4 separate regions of the Mus musculus genome follow, and all the other regions are linked to region 1. Evidence: chromatin contacts called from public HiChIP or PLAC-seq and promoter capture Hi-C data. All regions are on one chromosome and are shown on one strand. Each heading gives the region's core, a stretch centred on a gene start, on an enhancer-like site or on the middle of the called end of the contact. The rest is flanking DNA. Distances are from core to core; before and after follow the strand shown. Region 1 holds the start of Bace2 (beta-site APP-cleaving enzyme 2). Region 2 holds the start of Prdm15 (PR domain containing 15). Region 3 holds the start of Ripk4 (receptor-interacting serine-threonine kinase 4). Region 4 overlaps Gm41512 (a long non-coding RNA gene).

Region 1 (2,973 bases), core at 127-2,626:
CTTGAATTTAAATGTGAATATATGAATGTAAGAGCTCGCGATAACTATGCAGATTTATGGGCAATAACAATTTAGGTTCTATCCTGGAATTCAATCAGGCCTGCCTTCGTGTGACTGGGGATTCCTTGAAGCTTGGATAGAGTTAAGAGGGGGGAAAAGTGCAACCTGTAACCAAAACCATTTAGAAAGTAGAACAGCTGAAGATCTGGGACAGAAAGGTCCCTGGTAGAGCAAGAAAGGATTCTGACATTGGAAAGGAGGGAACAAGCATGGACACTTGTATCTGGAAGTTCCGGTTAAGGATTAGGGACGCTTGATTTCTACTTTCCATTGTTTGAAGATGGTCTTGTTTGTTTTTTTTAAAAAAAAAAAAAGCCAACATAATTCAGCTGGAGGAGACACAAAGATTTCTCCTATTCCTTGATTCAGCAAAAAATCGATGAGTTTAGCTGCTGTAATTGTCCCCCCTGCGTTCAGTACCTGAAATAAAATAGCCCTCTGAATGCATTTCTGCGGCTTCGGTGTCTGGCTAAACAAGTATTAATTAGATAATCTGCGGAGAGCTGGTGGGAGGATGAAAGAGGGGGAAGGCTGGATGGCAGCCTCATTTGGGACCCTGATAGTAATTCACTATCTTGGTGGACTGACTGAATCCCTGGGAGATTGAGCTCAGCTCCTAGCGGAATTGGATCTGCATTAAGGACAAGAGGAAAGCCAGGAAGACCAGGCCCAAATCTACCTCCTCAAGCTGTGGTTTTGGGTTCAGGGGAGGGTAAGCAGGAAGGAGCAATAACCCAGATCCCTTCTCAGAAATTCAAAATCTGCTCACCTGCTTCCCCTATCCCTGGGGCTCTCAGCGCCCCCAGCCTCCATTCATACTTCAAATCCTTTCTCAGAGAACCAGCTAACTCCTAAGGAGCTGGAAGGGGAGAACCACGCGTGGGAGAAGCTCCGAGAGGCAGCCAGACCCTGTTGGAGTGCGCTTGGCAAGCGGAGAGGTGCACTCTTTCACAGTTGCCTGCCCCGCGCTCTGAGCCTTAAGTCCTAAGGGCACTTCTGCCTCTGCAGGGACAGTGGACCCCCGGGGGTTCCTTGAGCGCAGGACCAGAAAGCCAGTTTGCGCTTTAGCTGCCCCTTTAAGGGTTCCCGAAACTTTCCAGCAGCTCTAAGCTGAGCCTCGTCATATCCGTTAGCCGTGGCCTCCCGGGCACGTTCCGGGGAAATTTTGCACTCCAGTTTCCCGGGGAAGAGGCGCGACCCGCGCCCATCCTTGACCTTGGCCACGGAGGAGGGGCAGGGCCTGCGGGGAGGCGGCCGCCAGAGGGGGCAGCGACTGAGAACTTGTTCAACTCTGCACCGCCTTCTCCAGCCTCCTCCCTGTCCGCCCCGCCCCGGCCGGCTAAGGACCGCAGAACCGCGCTCGCAGACTCGCCGAGCCCCCGCTGCGGGGATGGGCGCGCTGCTTCGAGCACTCTTGCTCCCGGTGCTGGCGCAGTGGCTCTTGAGTGCGGTCCCCGCGCTGGCCCCCGCGCCCTTCACGCTGCCCCTCCAAGTGGCCCGGGCCACGAACCACAGAGCCTCGGCTGTTCCCGGACTCGGGACCCCCGAGTTGCCCCGGGCCGATGGTCTGGCCCTCGCACTGGAGCCTGTCAGGGCTACTGCCAACTTCTTGGCTATGGTGGACAACCTTCAGGGGGACTCTGGCCGCGGCTACTACCTAGAGATGCTGATCGGGACCCCTCCGCAGAAGGTAGGGTTGGGGGCGGTAGTTTCTGTGAATTGACTCCACGCGATTTAATGCCGTCCCTAAGGCAGTAGCTTTCACTGGGAAGAAGGGTCAGGGAGATGCATGGGTTGGGTGAGGAGTGGAGGCGCGCGCTAGGGACGCACCAGGGAGCGCAGCCTCTGCCGGAGCACAGCTCAGGGGGTGTGAGCAAATGTTTCAGAACTTGGTGGCCCTCCCCCACCCCGTGGAGCTTGACAGCTGAAGGAACCTGTAACATGCTTCGGGCCCAGGAGCGACGCCTCCTTCCAGCAAGAGCGGTACCTACTGAGTGGGTGGTGGGTGGGGTCTTGGAAAAAGGTGCTGTTAGGTGCAGGGAAATCACTGGAGTTGATACCATCTCTATGCTGTCTCATTGCTAAAAAGACTCTTGGACAGCATCCAAGGCGCAGTACCCTTTAAAAGAGATTTCTCCATGAGCTCAGCTAAAAGACACCCGGTTCCAAAGTGTCTCTTTGCAGGGCAGAGCCAGCCGTCTTCCTTCCTCGGAGTTTGTTTGCTGGCTTCCTCATAGCTGTCCGGCTGCCCAGCCTCTGGGAGCCGTGCACCCGCCAAGGCATGCATCCTGCGGGGGTTGGAGAATGTGAATGCCATTAGCTGCTGGGGAACACCAAGCGCGTAGCGAGTCAAAGATAAAACAAACGCAGTCCAAACAGCTTTCTTCCCCGCCTTGTGCCGATGTTCATTTAACACTTCGAGTGACAGGGAACACCGGCTCCCAAGCACGGAATCTGGCAAGGGAAACAAAAGCCTCACAGAAGTGATCCGACCCTCTCCAATTCGAATTCAAGTTGTCTCATAAGTTGAACGCACCGTATGAAGACACTTTATTTTTAACATCGTCGTTGGGGGTTGTCATGCTGATGTGATTACCCATAAATAGAACATGCTCATGACTTTTGTATAATTCTAATTAAATTATTCAAGACTTTAAGAGGATGAGCCATGCTAATTTTTAAAAAGAGAAACTGCAGAGTAACTTCTGTGGTTGTTTAGACCTTCAAGAGTGTTTTACTCAAAACGTTAGTTGTGGTTGCTGTACAGGGTCCTTGTGTGCGCAGTCCAGAAGTGGCTGCAGGGCAGACTGAAGGGGGGTGGGGTGGGTGGCAGTGTCAGCTGAGGAGGCTTAGGGTCCCCTGAGCAGTCTGACCACCATGTGAGCATGATCTCAGGGCAGAGGGAATCCTGTG
Region 2 (2,973 bases), core at 232-2,731, 490 kb after region 1:
CCACTCTGCTTTCCACTAGATTTCCACTAGAGGCTAGATTTCCTCACAGCACCTGTCTCCTACTAAACTACCCTTCCTAGATAGATGGCTCAGGTCAGTGCAGAGTGTGCCAACAACCCCTGCACACCCAGCAACCTTCTTCCTTCATGTCCTTGTCACTCTTGTGTAACCACCGTTACTTATAGTCTACACTGCCTCTTGCACCTCTTCTTTTGTCCCTTGGGTGTATGAAAGGTGTCCACAAACGTTTACCACAGAAATGGCCTGGTAGAACAATCTGGGAAAGTTATCCTGAACAGGTGTCAGACATATGTTACAAATGAGAATCTGAGTCTGGCCAGCCTTTATGCCACTGTTGGTGACCAGTTTTATGCTCTATTATACCTGAAAAATGCAGCAATGTCTTCCCTACCTTCTGCACAGATAACCTTTCAGGAAAAAAATGACAGGACACCCCATGGCAACAGTGGTCCTTCTCAAAGGTAATCTCTCTAAGACAGCCTTGTAATTGTAGCTGGCTTTGTATGGTCCAGGCTTCCATGAACATAGACTTCTGGCTCAGTCTCCAGAGTACTGGGATTATAAGCATTTGCCATCAACCTAGCTGTGGTTGGTGTTTTAATCTACCCATTTGTCTTCTGGAAAAACAAACTACCTTGTCTGTTCCCCAAAGAGAACTAGTATATTCTTTGCTGACATTTGTGGAAAAGCATGAATCAAAGACGGAAAAACAAACCTCATCAGGAGAAAACTTAGTGCTTTTTCCCTTTAATAATCCGATCTAAAGGTTTTATTTCAGAGTAAAGCAGTAATTTCAGGGCAAGTCTGAGGAGGAAGCTGCAGTAGGTAAGACATGGAAAGCCGGTAGGTTTGAAGCAAAATATGGTTGGGGTGGGGTGTATAGGCGATCAAGTCTCAGCAACTACTCTGCACTTTCCAGGGAGTACTGTCTCTGCCACCCCTGAGGTTTCCCAAAGTCGGAGAATTCAGGTTTTACTTTTAAAATTGCCTTCAGGACCTCAAGCGGTGGCCTGCACAAGCACCTCCATGGGAGGATTCTGACGGGCTCTAGCATATGTTTTTTTAAAAGAAGCGTTGGCAGCTTTAAATTCAGGCACAGGTCCACGTGTCTCCAGCTCACATTCTAGCTTCTACCATTTTAAACCACCTCGGAGGAGGGGTACGCTTATGAGCATGTGTGAAGAGGCCCTCCACCATTCCATGAAGTGTTGGGGGGGGGGGGAATAAGCGCGCCCTCGCCCACCACTGCCTCTCTCGTCCTACCTCTGCCCTCTCAAAACTCACCTCAGGAGCACGCAGGCTCCACCTGGCCCCCACCTGTCCACCCTTTTCCCAGATAGTAGGTGGGCACATGTCTCCAGCCTGTCTTGCCACTGTGGTCCCTGGGCCACCAAAAGGTAGAGACGAGTGAGGCGCCAGGGCCTGGGAGCCACGGCACAGCCTCGGACTTTCTTAAACGCCAAAGGGGCTGGAGACGAAGGCCCCTCCCTGGGCTGTGCCCGAAAACCGGGTAAGGCGGCCGGGTAGCCGGGAAGGGACTGTAGAGACTTGAGCCCGCAGCCACGCAGGGCCTGGCGGTGGCCGCTGGGCCTGGGCGCACTAGGGGCGCAGCGCCTGAGCCCGCGCCGGGGCGGGGGGCGCCGAGCCCGCGAGTGGGCGGTCGGGCGCCGGTTGGCGTGGGCCGAGCGCGCGGAGGGCAGTTGGCAGGGGCCGGGCGCTCGGAACCCAGGCTGGGCACTTAGGGCAGAGGCCAAGCCCGCGGCAGCGGAACCCGGCGGGCGCAGGGCGATCCCGGAGCGGCTCCGGATTCCAGCCGGGTTTTGACTCCGATCGCCCACGGCGCCCGCGGCCCCGACTGTAACAAAGAACAGGCGGCGCGGCGGCCGGACCGGGGCGGGCGTGGGGGGCGCGGCTGGAGGCCGAGCCCGGGCCAGGCGCGGGCCGCGGGCCGCAGCAAGGGGCGCGCGGTGGGGCAGCGGCGAGCATGGGCCCGGGGCTTTACCTGCCTGTGGAATGTGCAGAGCGGGGTCGGATCCGGACTCCGGGTTGCGATCCGCTCCGGAAACTGCGCAGCACCGGAAGCCGGGGGGGCGGTGGCGCGGCATCGTGGGAGTTGTAGTGCGCAGCGCAGGCCGACGGGCGGGCCCAGGGCTCCGGGTGTTTGCACCTGGAGCTGGGAACTTCGGGCTGTGTTAACAGGGAGTCAGGGATAAAGAACTGCGTGTTGTGGGAACTGGCTGGGGCTTTGTAGCCAGAGAGCCCAGGAAACGGCTGCGTGATTGAGGAACCCATGGGCAGAGATGCGTGGTTGCAGATATGGAGGATGGTTGCCTTCCTGAATGGGGAGCGGGTAACTGTCAATGTGGATGGGGAACAGGAGAGAGACTATATGGAGGCCTGGTGAAGCGGGCTGTGAGGATTCAGGGTAAGGGACTGAGTGAACAAAAAAGCTGGGGAGAGAGGCTGTGTGATCCATGAGAGGTGGCCAGATGGTATGTGAACCGAGGAGTTAAGGTTAGAGCTGTGTGTGTGTGAATGAGGCAGGCAGTGTAGTGAACTGAGCAGACAAGGACATCTTTGCCCTTCAAGACACCTTTAAGCCCGGGCGGTGGTGGCACACGCCTTTAACACCAGCACTTGGGAGGCAGAGGCAGGTGGATTTCTGAGTTCGAGGCCAGTCTGGTCTACAAAGTGAGTTCCAGGACAGCCAGTGCTATACAGAGAAACCCTGTCCTCGGGGGAGGGGGGGGGGACGACACACCTTTAAAACAGGTACACACCCCATCATCCCCTATACCACTTTCATTGGTATTGCTCATTCTTTAAAACAGGTACACACACATCATCCCCTATACCACTTTCATTGGTATTGCTCATTCTAAGTGCTCAGAAGGCCACTTCTTTCATCTTCTACATATGAAACAGGACTAAGTATAAATAAAATCAGGCTGT
Region 3 (2,973 bases), core at 278-2,777, 410 kb after region 1:
TGATGGTGAATAACATTGACTCTGCCTAGAAAACAATCCCACTAAGTCTCTGAGGGCATAAGAAACATCCACGCAGAGGTGTTGTGGTCATTGCTGTTTTGGTTTTTACCTTTGAAAAAACTGTGGGCTGCTATTCAAAAATGGTTTGGATTTCACCAAAATAACCACAGGGCTCCCCTGGCCTGAAGGGTTCCCAGAACTGGAGTCTAGGAGGGTTTACACAGCATGATGAGCTGGTAGTGATTTTAGACACTAGTTCCCACCGTACCAGTTTCTAAGAAAAACTGGGTGATAGCAGAAGGCAAGCAAGCAAACAAACACAAACACCCGATAGCTCTGACAGTTTCCAGGCTAGAGATGAGGCATAAAGAGAGAACTCAAACCATCCCTCTTATTGTCACCCAGGCAGCCATAGTCACTACTCCAAAGTAATGTTGGAGTTCAGAGTTTCCGTGACTTAAGGCTGGTCCTGCAGACAGCTCAATGGAATTTAAGAGCTTTCTTTCTCTGGGTAAAACGCAAACACCACCACCATGTCGGCTTGGTTTGAGAGGAAGTCATTTAAGTCTGCCGTTCTGAGGCTCATACATAACCTATTACTACCAAACCTAAACAGTGAAACCTGAGGAAAATGTTTTTGAATAACTGCTCCGCACCTCGCCTCCAAATTTACTCACAAACCACAATCGCCAAAGAGTTTACCAGGGACCTCTCTGAGTCCTTTCCTATCGCTGGAATAATCCGCTAGGAGGGACAAAGAAAGGCCCAAGGTGCCCGGGGCCACCTGCCCAGGGTCAAAGAAAGACGTTCCCAGGGTCTCGCTCCTACCTTAAGTCCTTTAAAACGAAAGTGTGCGGGAAAAAGCTGTGGCATAACCAGATCTCAGACCTAAGCGAGACCCGGAGCCCTGTAAGCGGCTGTGCGCCGCGGACGCCTCGCCGGAACACAGCCGGTGCTTCCGAACGAAATAATTACGGTCTTACACCAATTTGTGCTCCGACGAAAATTACTAAGTGGAACTGAATCTAACTCGTTCACAAAGCGCAGAGGCCCACACGGCAATTTCTCTAAGCCCGGCGCGGACCGCAGCATTTGGTGGGTCCCGGACGAGCCCGACGCACCTCACAGGGCTCAGGGCCATCGCTCCCCGCCAGCTCCGAATCCCAGAAGCACTGGAGCTGCGAGGGACCGGTGGCCTGAGTGGCGCAAACTCTCTTCCGCGGCGCTTCACGTAGCACGCAGCCCCCATCCCACCCGGCCCCGCCCGGGAGCTGACCTGTCGTCGACGTGCAGACTGGGCGAGCACTTGATCGCGAGCCACGTCTTCCAGTGCACATGGCGCACCTTGTACACCTGCCCGAAGCCGCCCGAGCCCACCTTCTCCCAGCCTGCGAATTCGCCGGCGTCGAAGGTGCGCAGCAGCCCCAGAGCCCACCGGCCCCGGCCCTCGCCCTCCATCGCGTGCGTATCGCAAGCAGCCTGGCTCAACCGTGTCCGCCCAGGTGCTCAGGTGCATGCCCCGCCCGCTGACGTCACTTCCGACGCTAGCCCCATCCCGCCCCGCCAGTCCCCTGGGCCCACCCCCGACGCCCTCAAGGGAGCGGCTGCCGGTGAGAGTCTAGCGCCGGGTGTTGCGGTCCCACCAGGGATCGGTGGAATCCCTGCGCTCCTAGGGGCGTGCGCTGTGGCTGGCCAACTTCTCACTGTAGTTGTAGTTCGTACCTAGTTCACTTCTCACAGTGCTGCCACTCTGCAAAACACAACAAAGTATAGTTTCCAACTGAGACGTGGACTTAGATCTGATCGCCAGGCTTGCTCAGGTTTCCCGGGTTATGCGCATCTTCGTTTGCAAACGTTAAATCCTACACAATGTTATCGTCTGGGTCAGTTCATGTACCCGATGCCAGTGGAGAAACAGAACATTCTGTGCCCTCCTGGGAGGCTTTTGTAACTTGCACTCTTAGGCCCTGGCGATCGCTAATCTTTTTTTCTCTCCCTCCGCCCTCCCCCGAAAACATTTGTTTATATTAGAGTTATATAGTATCCAACCTTTAGGACTGGTTTTCCACTCCCCTTGCGTCTTGGTTTGTTTTTTGTTTTTGTTTTTGTTTTTTTACCGAATTCTTCATAGGAGGTAACTGGTTCTTTAAAATTCAATCGCCCCTACCCTATAGTTCAAGCCTGTAAATCACAGTTCTGAGGAGACTGAGGCAGGGGCATCACCTCAAGTTTGAGATCAGCCTAGGCTTCAGAGGGAGGTCTTGTTTTAAACAAACAAACAAATATCCCTTCATTATGGAAAACAGTGACCTTTTAAAGGTAAACAGATGGCTGGAAAAGGAAGGATAATCAACCTGTTCATCTTTGAGAAAATTCAGCTTTGGGAAGGTAGCCTGGTCAGAGGTGGAAATGCCTGCTGGTTAGGTCTCTACCTTCAAAAAACATTTGTGCCCGCTGTGCTTTTATTAAAAGTGAGCTATTCCTTACCAAGGCATATGAAAACTGGGCATGATGGGAGAAGAGGAGGGGACGTTGTGAGGACAGTAATTCTAGAGAACCTCTCTCCTGAGAGGTAGATTTCAAGTCACACCTAGCAACTGAGTCTTCTCTCCTGAGCCTCATCCCCCAGCTGGCTTCCCAGTGGAGGGGCCCACAATCCCAGCCCTACATGCTTGGAGGTGGGGGTGGGGGTGGGAGAGTCTCCTGGGAGCCATAGGCACTACCTTCCTTTTCCACACAATTTCTGAGTCCAAGGCAGCAGATAGCTATTTTAAATTCATCTGTAGTGAATATACCTAATGAATAAGCTAACCCTTTAAGAATAATTGGGGCTTTTCAATGAATAAAAATAACTTGAAAGTCAACATAGTCATTATTTTGGTAAGGAAAAAAATTGACTAGAAAGTGAGTCATGGCACCCGTTTCCGGGGTACAGCTCCAGGTATCTTTCTCTCCACGTTTCTAGTCTCACCC
Region 4 (2,973 bases), core at 120-2,619, 310 kb after region 1:
AGACAGGATCTTGGGCAAGAAGAGGAGCTGAGCAAAGATGGAGCTATAGTCTCCCTGTATGGGTGAGCCAGCATATGAGGGCTTGGTGCTGGCAGCTAGGTTGTAGGTTTGGCATTTCATCTTATCCAGCTGGTATGAGACCAGGCAAGCCTTTAGGGCATGGGTTATGGTAGCTATCTGAACATCTGACAAATAAACAGAGAAAACAAGCATAAGGAGTGTTTCCGGGTTTATACCTCAGCTCTGCCTTAGTCATCCACTGGGTATCTCTGGATCTGAGCAGAGTGCTGGCCACTATACCAAGCAGACTTACCTGCAGCACTCTGCTACTGGAGCAAGCACTACCTGAAGCCGGTCACACACTCAGCATCTGTGTTCCTGAGCTGCCTCCTCAAGGTTTAAAATGTCTTCAAAGACTTCTATCTCATCCTTGAAGACCATGGAGTATGGAGATGTGTTACACATTTGCTTTAAAATAGAAAGAACCCTGTGGTCCATGAAATAATCCATGTAAGAAGACTTTTCTTAGGATTACTATTGTGATGAAACACGATGACCGACAGCCCCCAAGCCAGTAAGTTCTGGCGCTGATAGTGGTTTGGAGATGGGAACATCTGCCCTTTCCTAAAGCAGCTCACTGGGGTGCCAGCCCCTGGCATGGGGCTTTCAGACCTTACCTGGGGACTGAAGTGGCAGAGGAAGTGAATACCTGGTCCAGTATTCACAATCTTCCCTAAGCTCCCTAACCAGGTAGCTTAAGCCATCTTTCTCCTTCCTCTCTTCCTACCATGGTCCTGATACCTGAAAGGAAAAGTCTAGACTCTTTTGGTAGTGATGCAATGACATGCTAATTTCATACTCAGAAGTATTGACAGCAAAGCTCATCCATTGAACCCAGAAGGGGACATCATGACATTGTCCAGGCACCCCTGTCTACCCTGTGCATTGGGGACTGGGGTGCTCCCTGGGGAACTCCCTGGGAATTCAAGGCAAACTGTGTGTTTTGGTTCAGAGAGGCTGAATAACTGCTTAGGCAGGTGACAAGTAGCTGCAAAAACCTGGAAAGAATCCCAAAGGTGATGCTACTAAAGTTGCAAATGAGGACCAAAGCCAAGCCAAGAATAACATAAAGTTGTGTGTTTCTTCTTGAGTACCAGACCAGTGTCACTTAACCCTCTATGGCCCTGGAGAAGAGTGTCAAATGGCCCCTTCTTACAGTTGAGGCTGCAGGGTTATTAAAAGGTTCACAGCTAAAAGGTTGAGTTGGGTTCATGACCTCTGCGGAGACATACCACACCACACCACACCCTACCCCACCCTACTCCTGTGCACCCAGCTCAGTCCCTCCCCAGTGTGGAATGGTGGCCCCAGGCCAGACAGCAGCAGACTCCTTGGTGAACTAGCAGTGCTGAGCCAAAGCAAGCAGCCTAGGTCCCACAGTGTATGTGTAGAGAGACCTGGGGTTTTTTGCTATCTCTGGTAAAGGAAGACAGCTATCCCCCTGAGCAGTCCAAGGCTGGGTTCTCAGGAATGACTTACCTTTCCCTGCAGAAACATTCTTGATCCAGTAAATGTCTACACAGAGGCAGAGGGGTAGTTACTGCTCTTGTCCTACAGTTCAGGCTTACAGTTGAAGTCCTAAATCCCTGTGCCTGTGGAGGTGACCTCGTTTGGAAATAGGAAGGAGTCAGTTGATATTAGATGAGGTCAGGCAGAAGTGAGGCAGGTCCTACGAGACAGAAATCATGGAGGAGGCTATGTGCAGATATAAGCGGAGACTAGGATGATATTACTCCAAGCCAAGGACACCACAAGCAATACAGAGGTGAGAAAGGGACAGGAGGCAAAGCCACCTTTGGTCTCAGGCTTCCCACCTCCACCACTGTAAGAAAACACAGCTGTGTAGTGGAAGGTGGATGCCTACAGCTTTTATTGAGCTAGCACCAGCATTGCAGGCCCCTGCAGGAGCAGAGAAAGGAAGAGAAGGGAACTTAAAGTGAACTTGATGGTGTGACCAGCCACGACTGACATCAAGGAGGTGGAGGCTGGAAGCAGAGGCCATATTTAGTCACCTAGAAGAAGCGAACTTGCAGCTTCTGTCCTACCCAGACCTCACTCCTGAACTCTGTGTCTACTGAACATTTCCTGTAAGGATCCAGACAGCACCTCACATTGCATCGCAGGAACTGAGCCCTGCCCCCCCCCCACACACACACACACACTCCCGTGGTTGTTCCTTGCCCTCTTCTTGCTGCAGGTGACCATCAGGCTCTTGGAACAGATTTGGCACCTGCCCAGCTAAGGTTTCATTCCCGGGTCCCATTCATGGCCATATAGAGGGGAGCATTGCCGGTTCTCAAATGCTGCCTCCTTCATCTCCAGACTCCAACAAAGCAGGCCTTCCTTGTCATCACTTGAGACTGCTACCCAGCTGCCCACATGCCCTGTCAATGACTGAGAAAATTCACATTTATCTAGTAGCTCAACCCACTTTGGTTCCCCCGTTCTTCAGACAAATCCACAGTGAATGTCCATTCTGGCCACACTCAATCCCTCCTTATGCTCTCTGAGGTGCCTACCTGTCCATACAGGATGTATTTAGTCAGCAAACCTTATGTATTCTCTCCCTCTGGCCTACATTCTATCCTCTGTCACTGTGACCTGCTTCAAGAAGCATCCTGAAGCCTATGGAGAATGGGAGGTACCCTTCTGCAGGCATTTCCACAAAGTGCTCACGGGTTGTCCTTGTATGTATTATTGCCTGTCATTGAACTTCTGATCCCTGCAGGCATGAACAGCAGCTGTGCTTATCCAAGCTTGTGGATGGTCCTGGGGTGGCCCTGAAATGGGAACCAAGAAAGCCAGTAAACAAAGAGACCAGGAAAGGCAGGACTTGGCAGGGTGAGGACTTCTTCTTGTATTCAGTCACTAATTTCTTCCCCTGATGGTACTCAGTTCTTTGTGTATTGTAAT

What was found. HiChIP or PLAC-seq counts read pairs in DNA pulled down with a chosen protein or histone mark. Capture Hi-C pulls out chosen DNA fragments and counts their contacts.
Region 2: a promoter capture Hi-C map of adipose tissue shows a contact between it and region 1. The contact joins the promoter of Prdm15 here to the promoter of Bace2 in region 1. A contact is called at or near these places in 2 of 39 promoter capture datasets (embryonic stem cells and stem cell-derived epiblast-like cells), 1 of 115 datasets of contacts at active chromatin or transcription factors (extraembryonic endoderm stem cells) and 1 of 9 other capture datasets (adipose tissue).
Region 3: an HNF4G HiChIP or PLAC-seq map of pancreatic cancer cells shows a contact between it and region 1. The contact joins the promoter of Ripk4 here to the promoter of Bace2 in region 1. A contact is called at or near these places in 8 of 39 promoter capture datasets (the 3T3-L1 cell line, cranial neural crest, frontonasal cranial neural crest and 5 more), 2 of 115 datasets of contacts at active chromatin or transcription factors (embryonic stem cells and pancreatic cancer cells) and 1 of 9 other capture datasets (embryonic stem cells).
Region 4: a FOXA1 HiChIP or PLAC-seq map of pancreatic cancer cells shows a contact between it and region 1. The contact joins the enhancer-like site here to the promoter of Bace2 in region 1. A contact is called at or near these places in 9 of 39 promoter capture datasets (the 3T3-L1 cell line, HPC-7-derived erythroid cells, cranial neural crest and 5 more), 1 of 115 datasets of contacts at active chromatin or transcription factors (pancreatic cancer cells) and 2 of 9 other capture datasets (embryonic stem cells and liver).

The regions. Positions count from the first base shown.
Region 1 is chr16:97,355,352-97,358,324 of GRCm38.p6, forward strand. It overlaps Bace2 (beta-site APP-cleaving enzyme 2), which reads left to right and starts at 1,377. Exons shown (of 9, transcript NM_019517.5): 1 at 1,377-1,750. The coding sequence starts at 1,451.
Region 2 is chr16:97,849,746-97,852,718 of GRCm38.p6, forward strand. It overlaps Prdm15 (PR domain containing 15), which reads right to left and starts at 1,482. Exons shown (of 24, transcript NM_144789.2): 1 at 1,306-1,482. The coding sequence starts at 1,374.
Region 3 is chr16:97,762,252-97,765,224 of GRCm38.p6, forward strand. It overlaps Ripk4 (receptor-interacting serine-threonine kinase 4), which reads right to left and starts at 1,528. Exons shown (of 8, transcript NM_023663.7): 1 at 1,277-1,528. The coding sequence starts at 1,458.
Region 4 is chr16:97,664,377-97,667,349 of GRCm38.p6, forward strand. Gm41512 (a long non-coding RNA gene) reads right to left here. Exons shown (of 3, transcript XR_876311.2): 2 at 2,580-2,840; 3 at 1-1,729. Among named protein-coding and RNA genes, the nearest start is that of Gm41512, 4.8 kb to the right of the region's middle. Within about 2 kb of position 1,370, at least 46 of the 459 cell types and tissues checked have an H3K27ac peak or open chromatin away from gene starts, as enhancers often do. A contact at or near this core is called in pancreatic cancer cells, where this site is marked.